3 separate regions of the Zea mays genome follow, and all the other regions are linked to region 1. Evidence: chromatin contacts called from public Hi-C data. All regions are on one chromosome and are shown on one strand. Each heading gives the region's core, a stretch centred on a gene start, on an enhancer-like site or on the middle of the called end of the contact. The rest is flanking DNA. Distances are from core to core; before and after follow the strand shown.

Evidence for each region. A called contact is a pair of places that touch in the nucleus more often than the background predicts.
Region 2: a contact with region 1 is called in a Hi-C map of tassel, with 3 times the contacts expected there. The contact joins the promoter of LOC100278013 here to the promoter of LOC100272796 in region 1. A contact is called at or near these places in 5 of 25 Hi-C or Micro-C datasets (ear, endosperm, leaf and 2 more).
Region 3: a Hi-C map of tassel shows a contact between it and region 1, with 2.5 times the contacts expected there. The contact joins the promoter of LOC103649922 here to the promoter of LOC100272796 in region 1. A contact is called at or near these places in 2 of 25 Hi-C or Micro-C datasets (bundle sheath and tassel).

What each region holds. Positions count from the first base shown.
Region 1 is chr3:32,503,544-32,507,207 of Zm-B73-REFERENCE-NAM-5.0, reverse strand. LOC100272796 reads right to left here and starts at 1,810. Exons shown (of 4, transcript NM_001147249.2): 1 at 1,087-1,810; 2 at 119-359; 3 at 1-9. The coding sequence starts at 1,673.
Region 2 is chr3:32,142,265-32,145,928 of Zm-B73-REFERENCE-NAM-5.0, reverse strand. It overlaps LOC100278013, which reads left to right and starts at 2,056. Exons shown (of 14, transcript XM_035966174.1): 1 at 2,056-2,285; 2 at 2,366-2,784; 3 at 2,945-3,130; 4 at 3,456-3,563. The coding sequence starts at 2,093.
Region 3 is chr3:32,207,663-32,211,326 of Zm-B73-REFERENCE-NAM-5.0, reverse strand. It overlaps LOC103649922, which reads left to right and starts at 1,915. Exons shown (of 3, transcript XM_008675602.4): 1 at 1,915-2,444; 2 at 2,658-2,721; 3 at 2,835-3,419. The coding sequence starts at 2,257. The coding sequence ends at 3,113.

The sequences.
Region 1 (3,664 bases), core at 561-3,060:
GGCTTGCACCTATCAATGCACAAAGAAAACGGCCCAAGATCATATTACAAATGCTATTTCAGCTATATCAAATAGAGATAAACTAGTAGCAACATATCATATATGTTCAAATACTTACCACGTAAACTTCTCTCTTGAATTCAGTAGCTAGGCATTCAATGGCAATATCATCGCCAAATGCAGCTGCACGGCCATCTCGGTTCTCATCTATTGTCAGTAACCCCTCCTCTGTGTACTGCAGGGTGATAATGTCATGCTCGTCCTCTGAAGAACCAGAAATGGACATGTACTTGGTCCAACTATCCCCATTGTCTACAGTGATGCATCTTTCCTTGTAGATAGTTTCAGCTGCTATTTCCCTGAAAGGCAGTCAACACCGAAGACATGATATATGAGCACGTAACTGGATTTTGGAGGCACAGAGGGCTAGTAGCCATCCTATGTGGGTGTCACAAATGAGCAGGTACAGGAAACCTAAGCTGATTAGTATACTGAACAACTTCAGATTCTTTGATTAATCAAGATGTAGGAATACAGCTGTACCAGGGTCAACATGGGAGTATTAAGTGATGTATTGGAAATAACAGGGTGGACAAGCGTGGGCTCCCATTACATCAACACTTGCGTCGCAATACTTAAAAGGACGATTCCATCCTTCATTTCATTGACCTTTTAATTTCAAGGATACAACGCAGACACCTTGTGAAGCGATGTGTCCTGCATCTCCACGATGCCAAAGCCCACAAGATTTCGTCAATCCGTGTTTGTGGATGTGTTATGAAATTCAGGAAGGGCTAAAGAGACACGAACTGCTATATGTAAATTAGCTGAACCAAATAATCTTTGATAATCTCAAGAAGTCAAGAACAAATATATTTTGGGCTGGGAAACGGAGAATATTTTATTGCGAAGGTGGCGAGAAAACGACATTGCACGAGCGTCTGATTAGACCAAGAGCAAGAATGGCGAAATCATCAAAAAGGCATACGGGAAAAAAATGACAAGGCTTTTAGATCTTGAAGTGGCGAGAAAATCAAAAGATTTGAGCTAGAGCAGCGAGCAAGGGCAGATCCGCGAGCACGGTACCTTTGGATACCGAGATCGACGAGCTCCTGGATGGCGGAGTCGAGCGCGTGGCGCTGGGCCTTGGGCACGAGCACCTTGATCTCCTGCACGACATGGACACCCCACCCGGCCTTGAGATCCGGCGCGTAGAGGTGCCTCACGGCGGCGTCGACGGCGTTCTTGTCGTCCTCCCCAGCGGCGGCGTAGACCTCGGCGAATCGGCGCACTGCGCGGTGCCTCAGCTCGCGCGCGTCGGCCTTGGCAGCGGCTGCCGTCCGCGCGGCGGTGAAGAGGCAGTTGCCATCGGCGTCGACCTCCCCGCCGTGGTCGAGGCGGAAGACCACGGGAGGCAGCGCGGCCTCGCCGGCGCCCGGCGAGGAGGGTTTCCACGCGACGCCCCGCTCCCAGATCCGGTGGAGGCGGCGGCGCTGCTGGTCCTCGAGCGCCCAGACCGCGTCCCAGCCTGTGGGCGAGATGGAGGCCTCGGGGGAGGAGGCCGGGGCCGGGGAGGACCAAGCGAGGAGCGGCGGAGGCGGAGCGGGGGCTGGGGACGGCGGCAGGGCCTCGGCGACGGCGGCGGCGGAGGGGTCGCAGAGAAGCTTGCCCATCTCGATTAGGGTTTCTCTCTCCTCCGCTTCTTCCTCCCCTCCTTTTCCTCTGTTTGGTTGGTGGCGGTGGCGCGCTGTTTTTTTTTCGTTTTATTTCTGCGGTCAAGGCGAGAGAACTAGCGACAGGCGGGGACGCGGGAGGCCGGCTGCGGCTGGGGATGGGGACATGGTGAAATAGCCGTTGGGTAAGAGGCAGGTGGCCACGTGGAGAGGAGTGAGTGGTTGTCGTGATTGTGCCGCCGGCGCACCGTAGAAGTGACCGTTGCTGGCTGATCTGGCTGGTCTCATGACGTGGGAGCCAGCTGGACCACAATTATTATCTACTGTACCCATTTGGACCCTTGATTTTGTACAATCTTCATTGATGGTACCAACCCAACTCTTTCATCTTTCTATGATCTTTCTAGTTCTAGGGTAACAGGTAAGGGCAAAGTTCACCAAATCGGGTTGCTACCTAAAAACCGGCTGGAACCAATATTTGATTAATCACGATAGATTGGTGTAAAGCAGTAGAAATTGATATATTCAAATCCAAACCAATTTTTGAATTGAAACGTCTCATCATCGGTTTATTGGTCGATATGACGATTAATCGGTTCCAAAACCGATAAACCAACAACAGATCAGGCGAAACCGAACCTCTTGTTTTTTGGCAAATAAAAGCATGTTTAGGTCACATTAATTGAATAAAAAATGGTCCAAATGTTATCATAAGTCCAATAACAATATTTAGTAGTTCAAATACATTATATGTCACAATTTTATAGTTCACAAATAACATCGAAGATACAATGCACCCTCTGGTGAAGATCATTCCCACGGGTGTGCATTCTACTGATTGTGTGGCGTATTATACCCCTCCAACGAGAGAAACATAATATCTTGCTCACGCATCCATTGTTTTTATACTCCACACAAGTATGTCCAGTCCATGCAGAAGTCGTACTACACGAGTCCAATAACATTTGGTAGTACTCAGACTCCTCCCATTGATACACCCACCTCATGGGTTGCTGAATCACTTCATCGATCGGATAATTCATATAGGGGAGAAGGGGTGAAGACGAACCTTGTCTTTCACTGCCAGAATTGAGGTCCAATACGCTTGTTGTAGGCCCTGGTGTCCCATCCCCGTGAACATGGTCCTACGCTCCTTAGGTGTGTCATGATCTTGGTCTTGTATAGTGTATTCGTACTGGGAATCCTCTACGTGGCAGATAGTCGTTGGCTGTCTTCACACCGGACTGTCTAGCGCTCCGCGTGGACTATCCGGTGATTTTTAGCCGATGAAGCCTGACCGAGCTCGAGAGTGGCCAGTACGGCAGGATGGTCACCGGACAGTCAGGTGGGTGGCACCAGACTGTCCGGTGCTGCCCAGTCCATCCCAGCTTGTTCCTTTTTGTTCCAACTTTCTTTTGCTCCTTTTGGCTCGACTTTATATGGTCCCTAGCACTTGTACAAACATGATTAGTACCTAAAACAATTGACTAAGTGCTAGAAGCATACCTTTTTCACTTTGATCCATAGATGTTTCAGTCTGTCCATTTCTAAGCCCAAAGGATGCTTTTTCTTGTAATCCTCAATTTACTTTACAAAAACATGTGCTCATGCTCATATGTGGAGTTGTTAGTACATAATAATGTGTTGAGCATTTGATCACCAAAACAACTAGAAATGGCCCATGGGCGCATTTCTGTTTCAAGGCTCTCAGCACCTGCGCCCGAGGGCTGGACCCTCGGGAACAACCCCTACCCTCATGGCAGGCCACTCAGACCTCTAGCCTAAGGGGGGTCGATGCTGCCACGTGTTGGCCAACACCGGAGGAGACAGGACCTCCCCATGACACTAGAAAGGGTGGTCCTAGTCACTACTCCCCACACAAGGCAAGGCCCGATGCTGCCACGTGTTCTACGACATGTGACATAAGCCATCGGGGAAAGCCTGACGTCGGCCTCTAAGTGTAAAGCACCTCTGCATTAACTGTGGACGAG
Region 2 (3,664 bases), core at 807-3,306, 360 kb after region 1:
GACCATGAACACATGAGTGGCTAGTAAGCCTTATTGACTGAACACTACTGGAATTCGGCTCTTTGCCAAGTGCCAAATGTTTTACCGAGTGTTTTTTTCAGACACTCGGCAAAGAAGCTTTTGTCGAGTGCCAAGTAAAAAACCCTCAATAAAAGAAAACACTCGGCAAAGAAGCTCTTTGCCGAGTGTTTTTGTTTTCGACACTCGGCAAAGAGTTTCTTTGTCGAGTCTTTTTCAACACTAGACAAAGACAATTTAAAAATCATATTTTAAAGCAGTAAATTAATTTAAATAAAAAAGTTTTCAACAACAAATTTGTATAACTCATCAAGATGTATAATTTATATTTTCATCATTTCTTCATATGACAAAATAAAAGTAAATTTGTTCATAAAACCTATATATCTCTCATAGTTTATGAAACTACAAGAGAGAAGTATAAGATTTGTGAATAATGTTAGAACCATCATGTGAGATGAATAAATGACCAAACAACCAAAATAAACTTTGTAGATCTTAAGTTTGTAGTTGGAAACTTTTTCATTTGAAGTCATCTTATAAACGAAAACTACGTATGAATTTAAAAAAATTAAAATTTAAAATTTGAAAACGACCTCGAAAGAAAAAACCATCAACATGAAAGTTGTAGGTGTTGAAGAGTTATGAAACTTTGTAGTTGACAATGTTTTGGTTTGAAATCATCTTGTGATGCAAAACTATGTTTAAATTTTAAAATTTGAATTTTTCAAACTATCTCGAATGGAAAAACCACCAAGATAAAAGTTGTAGGTCTTGAAATGTAATGAAACTTTATAATTGATAATATTTTGATTTGATATCATCTTACCATATCAAAATTCGTGTGAAGTTTTTAAATTTGAAATTCAAATTTTGTAAGCACTCTCAGATGTAGAAACTATCAAAATATAAGTTGTAGATCTAAAAAATCAGTGCATCAAATAATCAAATTAATCAAAAAATTGGTACTCATAACTATACTTAGTTAATTGTTAACCAACTCACAACATTAGCTAGCTCGAGCCAGAATAACAATTTATTAACTGAGAAACGAGAGACGAGACCTAGAACCTACTACACCAAAAAATAGATTGCCAAGATATACTAAATTGTGGATTTAATAAAAACTAATTTAATACTGTAGATGTCATTGTGTTTTATATAAATTTGATCAAATCTGCATTAGTTCAAACCAATGATTTCAAGTCATCCGACTAATCGCGATTAATCGGACTAGTCGGTTTTAGTAGAGCGACGAGAGTATCCGACCCGATTAGGTCGACTAATCGTCCAGTCGTCCGATTAGTCGTCGACCAAGTGCGATTAGTTGTCCAGTTAATGTGTGGACGATTAGTTAGGTTTGGTTGGCTGATGGCTGGCCTGTTTTGCTTTGGGCTGGACGTCTAGTAAGTCTGCAACTCTACATCATATGTTATAATATGTTATGTAGTGAGTGATATTCTTCTGAAATCTGAATTCTTAATTCTGAAATATGATCTGAGTGCCTAACAATTCTAGTATTCATAATTTCTATGATGTTCTGAAATCTAAATGTTCAATGGTGTTCTGAAATCTAAATTGTCCACTCTCCACTATCCAGTTCTAGTATTTATATTTATTTTGTTTGGTAATTTGGTTACTTTGATATTGTCTCCTATATGCTATATGCTACACATATATCAATATTACATTATTACACATATATATAATTATATATATAGGTCCTGACTCTGTACATGTAAATATGCAAGAGGATCGGTAAAAACAATCAGATCGACTAAGATCTAATTAGGGTTTGTTCGGTTATTTTCAATCCATACGGATTGGAGGGGATTGATACGGATTGGAGGGGATTTTGACTTACTAGGGATTGAAACCTTCTCAATTCCCCCAATCCATATGGATTAGGGTAGAACCGAATAAGCCCTTAGTCGACCTCACGATTAGTTACCTGGTGGTGTCTCGAATAGCTAGTCGAGCGACTTAAAACCATTGGTTCAAATTATATATACGCCTAAAACCCATGGTCGTGGGATTGCGGACGAAAAAATGGCTATGGTCAATATGTTGATCTATGGAGATAGAAAACCGTAGGATCAAGATCGAACGTCGTTCGGACTCTCCGTGCGGCGGCCCGCCAAACAAAAACCACCACCGTCCGCCAGCGCCGCCGCGGTCGTCGTCGATGGAGTTGGAGCGGATTCCAGCGGCATCCGCCATGGACTGGAGCATCGACCTCGACAGGGGTCTCCGCTCCCGCCAACCAGGTAGAGTCGACCGCCCCAACCCCCCTTCTTCATCTCTTTTCTATATCCCCTCACTCACCTCCGCTCTCGTCCGGCCGCAGCAACGCGCGTCCGCGCCGTCGACGCCGCCGGCCCACGCCTCCGCCAGCTCTGCACTTGCGCCACCGCCCCCGCGCCCGTCGCCTCCGCGTACGGCGTCTTGCCCGGGGAGGCGCGCGTCTTCGCGGAGACCATGCTCCTCCGCCTCGCCACCGAATTCAGGAGCGCCGACGTCGCCATGCGGGTCCGCATCATCAAGACCCTCCTCAATTCTGCCACGGGTCCAGGGGCGCTAGCCGGGGCGCGCATCACGGAGCCTGACCAGCTGCTCAGGAGGGTCAAGGTGGTCTACGACACTGGGAACAAGCGGGACAGGGCGCTTGCACTGCGCATGTTCGGGTGCTTCGCCGACATCGCCAAGGACAGCGTGCACGTCCGCTCTCTCATACTTTCCAGTTTGAGTGCCTCCAGTGCTTTGGAGGTCACTACCTTCCTTCACCTCTCACACTCAGTAGCGCAACGAATGATATGTCCCAAACGCACGTCCTACCTGATTGGATAAAATGTAATTGCCATTTAGTGTTTGCAAGCTGGGAGTTGTCCACTTTTGAAGATTAACAAACATTCTTGTCGAATGGCAGGTCAAGGCTGCAATTTTTGCGGCTAGTTGCATTTGTCATCTGTCAGATGACTTCTCAAGGATAATTCTTGAAGTGTTCAGAAGATTGATATGTTCTCAGACATCAGAGCCACAAGTCATCATGTCAGCAGCTAAGGCTTTCTGGAAGCTTGGTTCTACGTTGGCTGTTATCCATAAAGTTCATGAGGTGTTTATGGATATACATTTGTCGCTTAAACACAAAATTTATGCATTTACCTCAAGTTTGTCAACGTGTGTGCTACCTGCAAACTTTACATATACATGATTGTTCGCCCACACATATTGAACTATTGTTACACCCATGACCAAGCTAACATACATGTCATTGATAAAAAAATACCAATAATTGATACTGGGGATTTTTGAATTGGAGAGACCAGGATAGTGTTACATTCTGCTTTCACATTCCTATCAAGGAGTATTTCTTCATATTTGTGTATGCTGTTGTTTTCACTGAACTTTAAGAAGAGTTTTTTATTGTCTACCTCCAGGTTGGAAAACAGATGGTTCTAGGCACACTGGAAGACGTCTTCAAATCTGAAATGCTCTTTTCACTCTCAAGACTGTCATCCAAGTCGATCATTTTGTTTTCTGACCAGGTAGCACAATGCTATCATCCCTTCAATTGTATTTTGCTATTATTGTCATGTTAAGCATATAGTTTTATTTATTGAAAAGATTCAATTTAAGTGACATATGG
Region 3 (3,664 bases), core at 666-3,165, 300 kb after region 1:
CCGGGACACCTATTGGGTCATCAGGTACCTCTTCTACCGCGTACCGGGACAACGGGCCACCAAATGTGGATCCGACCTGACCTAGGCGGCATGGTGGCGGGGAAGCGAGGTCCCCTGGGGGAGCAGGGTTCTCGGGGGGTGGGGTTGGGGGCAGACGACACGGAGGCGGAGGTCGCGGGAGGGGAACGAGGTTGCCGGGGGGCACGAAGTGGGGTTCTCGGGAGGAATGACGACGCAGAGGCGAAGGTCATGGGGGTGGGGGCACGTGCGCAGTCGAGCGCGAAGGGGAGGCGGTGGCATGGTAGATGGTCGTACAGACATAGGGTGGGGGAGACGATCGTACGGTCAAGAGGCGTGGGACGTAGTTATGGTATCGTTAGGCGTCATATTATGTTCTTAATAGATTAAGTATAGAAAGATGTGCTCCGGTAAAATTTATATTTGATTTGAAGGGCACGAGAGACCTACCTGTCTATTCGAGTTATTTGGAACCGTGATATCGCCAACACCGGGCTTCTGAAAATTAGTATCCCGAACAGAGCAATTGGAATTGTAGTATTATAATCCGTTGAACTTCGGAATTGTAGTATCAGAGTCGGTTTTAGCCCAGTAATCCTTATTGTTAAGACAGTCCGTTTCTTGCAACGGATCCACGGGCGCAAAATTTCCAGAGCGCGAGAATTCTCCACGACCGTGCAGGAGCGGCGGCGGCGCTCGACGTGTGGACGTCCGAGCCGGCGGCCGTGCAGGAGCGACAGCTTCTCGTTGTCGTCCGCCACCGCTACCGCGGCTCCCTCCGTCCCGTCCGGCAAAACATCCAAGTCGGAGGCCGTGTCCTAGCTCCTGGCGCACGTGAAGCTCCTGCTCCGGCGCCGCGCGGCTGCCATGGCGGCGCTGGATGCCGGCCTCCCTGCCGAGGCCGTGCGCCATTTCACCAAGATCCTGGAGGCGCGGCGCGGCGTGCTGCCGCACCCGTTCGCCGCCGCGTTCCAGGCCGGTGGCCGTCCGGCCGACGCCATCGCGGACTGCAACCGCTCGCTGGCTCTGGACCCTGCCTACATCCCGACGCTCCATGCCCGCGCCGACCTCCTCCAGTCCGTGGGCGCGGTCGCCGACTACCTCCGTGACCTCGACCACCTGAAGCTCCTGCAGGGCGGCGTGCGGTACTGAAAGAGCTAAATGTGCACCATGAGAAATCTGAAAGAGCTAAATGTGCTCGAATGCTCATCGCTTCAGAGGATGCCCAGCGGCCTTAGATTACTGACTAAGATCGAAGCATTGCCAAGGTATATTGCAACGAAAAAAATAGTAAAGTCGTCTTGGAGCTCCAGGGTCTGGAGAACATGAGAACACTAGGCGTGGATAATGTCGACAGAATCTCTAAGAAGGATGCCGAGAAGATGCAGCTTCAGAGGATGCACAAGCTCGAGCATCTGGCACCGCGTTGCAACACGGATGGTAAATGTACTAGCACTTCAAGAGAGGTGGTGGAAGACATATTCGACCACCTAAACTCTCGCGCTCTGGAGATTTTGCGCCCGTGGATCCGTTGCAAGAAACGGACTGCCGTAACAATAAGGATTACTGGGCTAAAACTGACTCAGATACTACAATTCTGAAGTTCAACAGATTATAATACTACAATTCCAATTGCTCTGTTCGGGATACTAATTTTCAGAAGCCCGGTGTTGGTGATATCACGGTTCCAAATAACTCTGTCTATTCGATTGATGCAGGTTTTTTTTTTCTCTTCCGGAGATCCTATGCCATATTTCTCAGTGGAACACTTACCTTTGATGTCGAGATCGTGTGAATTATCGCCACCTCTCACGCTGCTGCCTCAAGATCTGCTTGTGGATTAGGTTATCTGTGTACAGCTGGAGAACTTCAGCCCTCACGGAAAAGAAAAATGGCTGGAATGGAAAGAAACACGAGAATGCGTTCCGTTTGCCGTGTAGAAAGGCGGCGCCTCTTTTGGCACCCAGCTGAGCATTGCATTTCCTTCCTCCTTTTCCCAGTCGGAGGAATGCAATGCCGTAAACGAAAGTTTCCCATCCTTGTGTTTTGGGGGGTGGGCCATCGCGGTGTTGATAAGAAAAAGGCGGACTCCTTGTACCAGTTTGGTTTTGTTTTGTACGCGCATTGGTTCCTGGCTTGCTCAATAAATTGCAACCACTTCCTTCCGAATTCCGATCTAGCGGACTACCAGTTCCTCCCGATCTTGGGTTTGAGGAGGCCCCGAGCCGAGCGTCAGGCATGGAGCACTGCTATTTGAGGCAGCCGATCTCGAGGGCCGAGGCAGTGCCCGAGAGGAGGTCCAGGTTGTGGCAGATGGACGCGCTGCCGCTGCCGCCCCGGGCGGAGGTCCTCTGCCCCCAGCCTCGCCGCGCCGCCCGGATCCCCTTCGCCGTTTCAGTAAACAAGGCCATCCCCAGGTCGAATTGGTTAGTTCTTGGATTACCTTTATCACGTTTTCTGTCCGGCAATCCTGATGGTGCCAAGATTGCAAATAATTGCTGCAACCTGCAACGCCCTGGTGCATGCGCATCTAACTATTTTGTCCAGAATGGATGTGTTCAATGATAAAGATTACTAGTCTGGTAGTACTACTAATCACGACCCTCTTTGCTGAACCTCTTTACTCCCCGCATCTGCAGTGCGCTTCCGCCGTACAGACCAGCCTCCGCCTGCGACATACTCGATGATCTTATCCTCAGCAAGGTATTTGTCGGAAAAAGATCGCTCATTGATTGGATACAAGCAGCGCAAAAAAAAAAAAACTCCCATGGATGATGATTAAATCTTGATAACCGGCTTCATGTTTTTTTTTTCAGAATGACTTCTCAGATGGAGCAGATTCGAGCAGCGGCCAGGCGGGTTTTTTATGCGGCTCGCCTCCAGTGCGCGCTAACAACCCTGTCGTCCATGACCCGCAGTTCGGTAAAAGAGCGCTGCCATCCATGTCTCCCCTAGGGAGCAGCTCCCACGTCAAGCTTAAGGTTGAGGCAGGCTCGCCATCCTGCGGCGTTAGCAGCAGCCCGAAAGTGAGGATCGAAGGCTTTGCCTGTGGCAACTCGGAGACCCACTACGCAGTTACGCCGCTCCTTGTGTGAATCGAATCGCCGTGGTGGCGTAGCCTGATCAGAGTCGCGTTTTTTGCCCTTCTGAATCTGCTGCCATCTGAAGCTTCACAATTGCATTGAGCAGTATGATTTATGTGTGTCTAGTAAATGTAGCTGGAGTTGCATGGATAATGAAGGAGGAGCCTGTGAATAGAGCGTTTTTACTTTTTTTTTGGTATTCGGGAAGTAAGATGCAGCATCGAGTTTTCAGTTATTATGGATGCATCTTTGTTTTGTCATACGAAGGAAACTATATATGTAGCTTTGATTTTTTTTCCTAGATATATTCATGCTGTAGCCAAATCATCCGGGCAGGTCAAAATTCTGGAGCTTCAATAGTCTTCTCTCTCTCTCTATTCTGGGGAACAAATAACGCTACTGGTTTGTGGAGAAACTGACTGATGATGGCTTGATGAGGTGACTAAGGGTCTGTTTGATTCGTAGTTAGCTACGTCACATTCAAATTAAAAAACTAAACTTAAGAAGAAGTTAGATAAAATAGAACAAATTATGTAGCAAACCAAACAGACTCTAAATGGCTA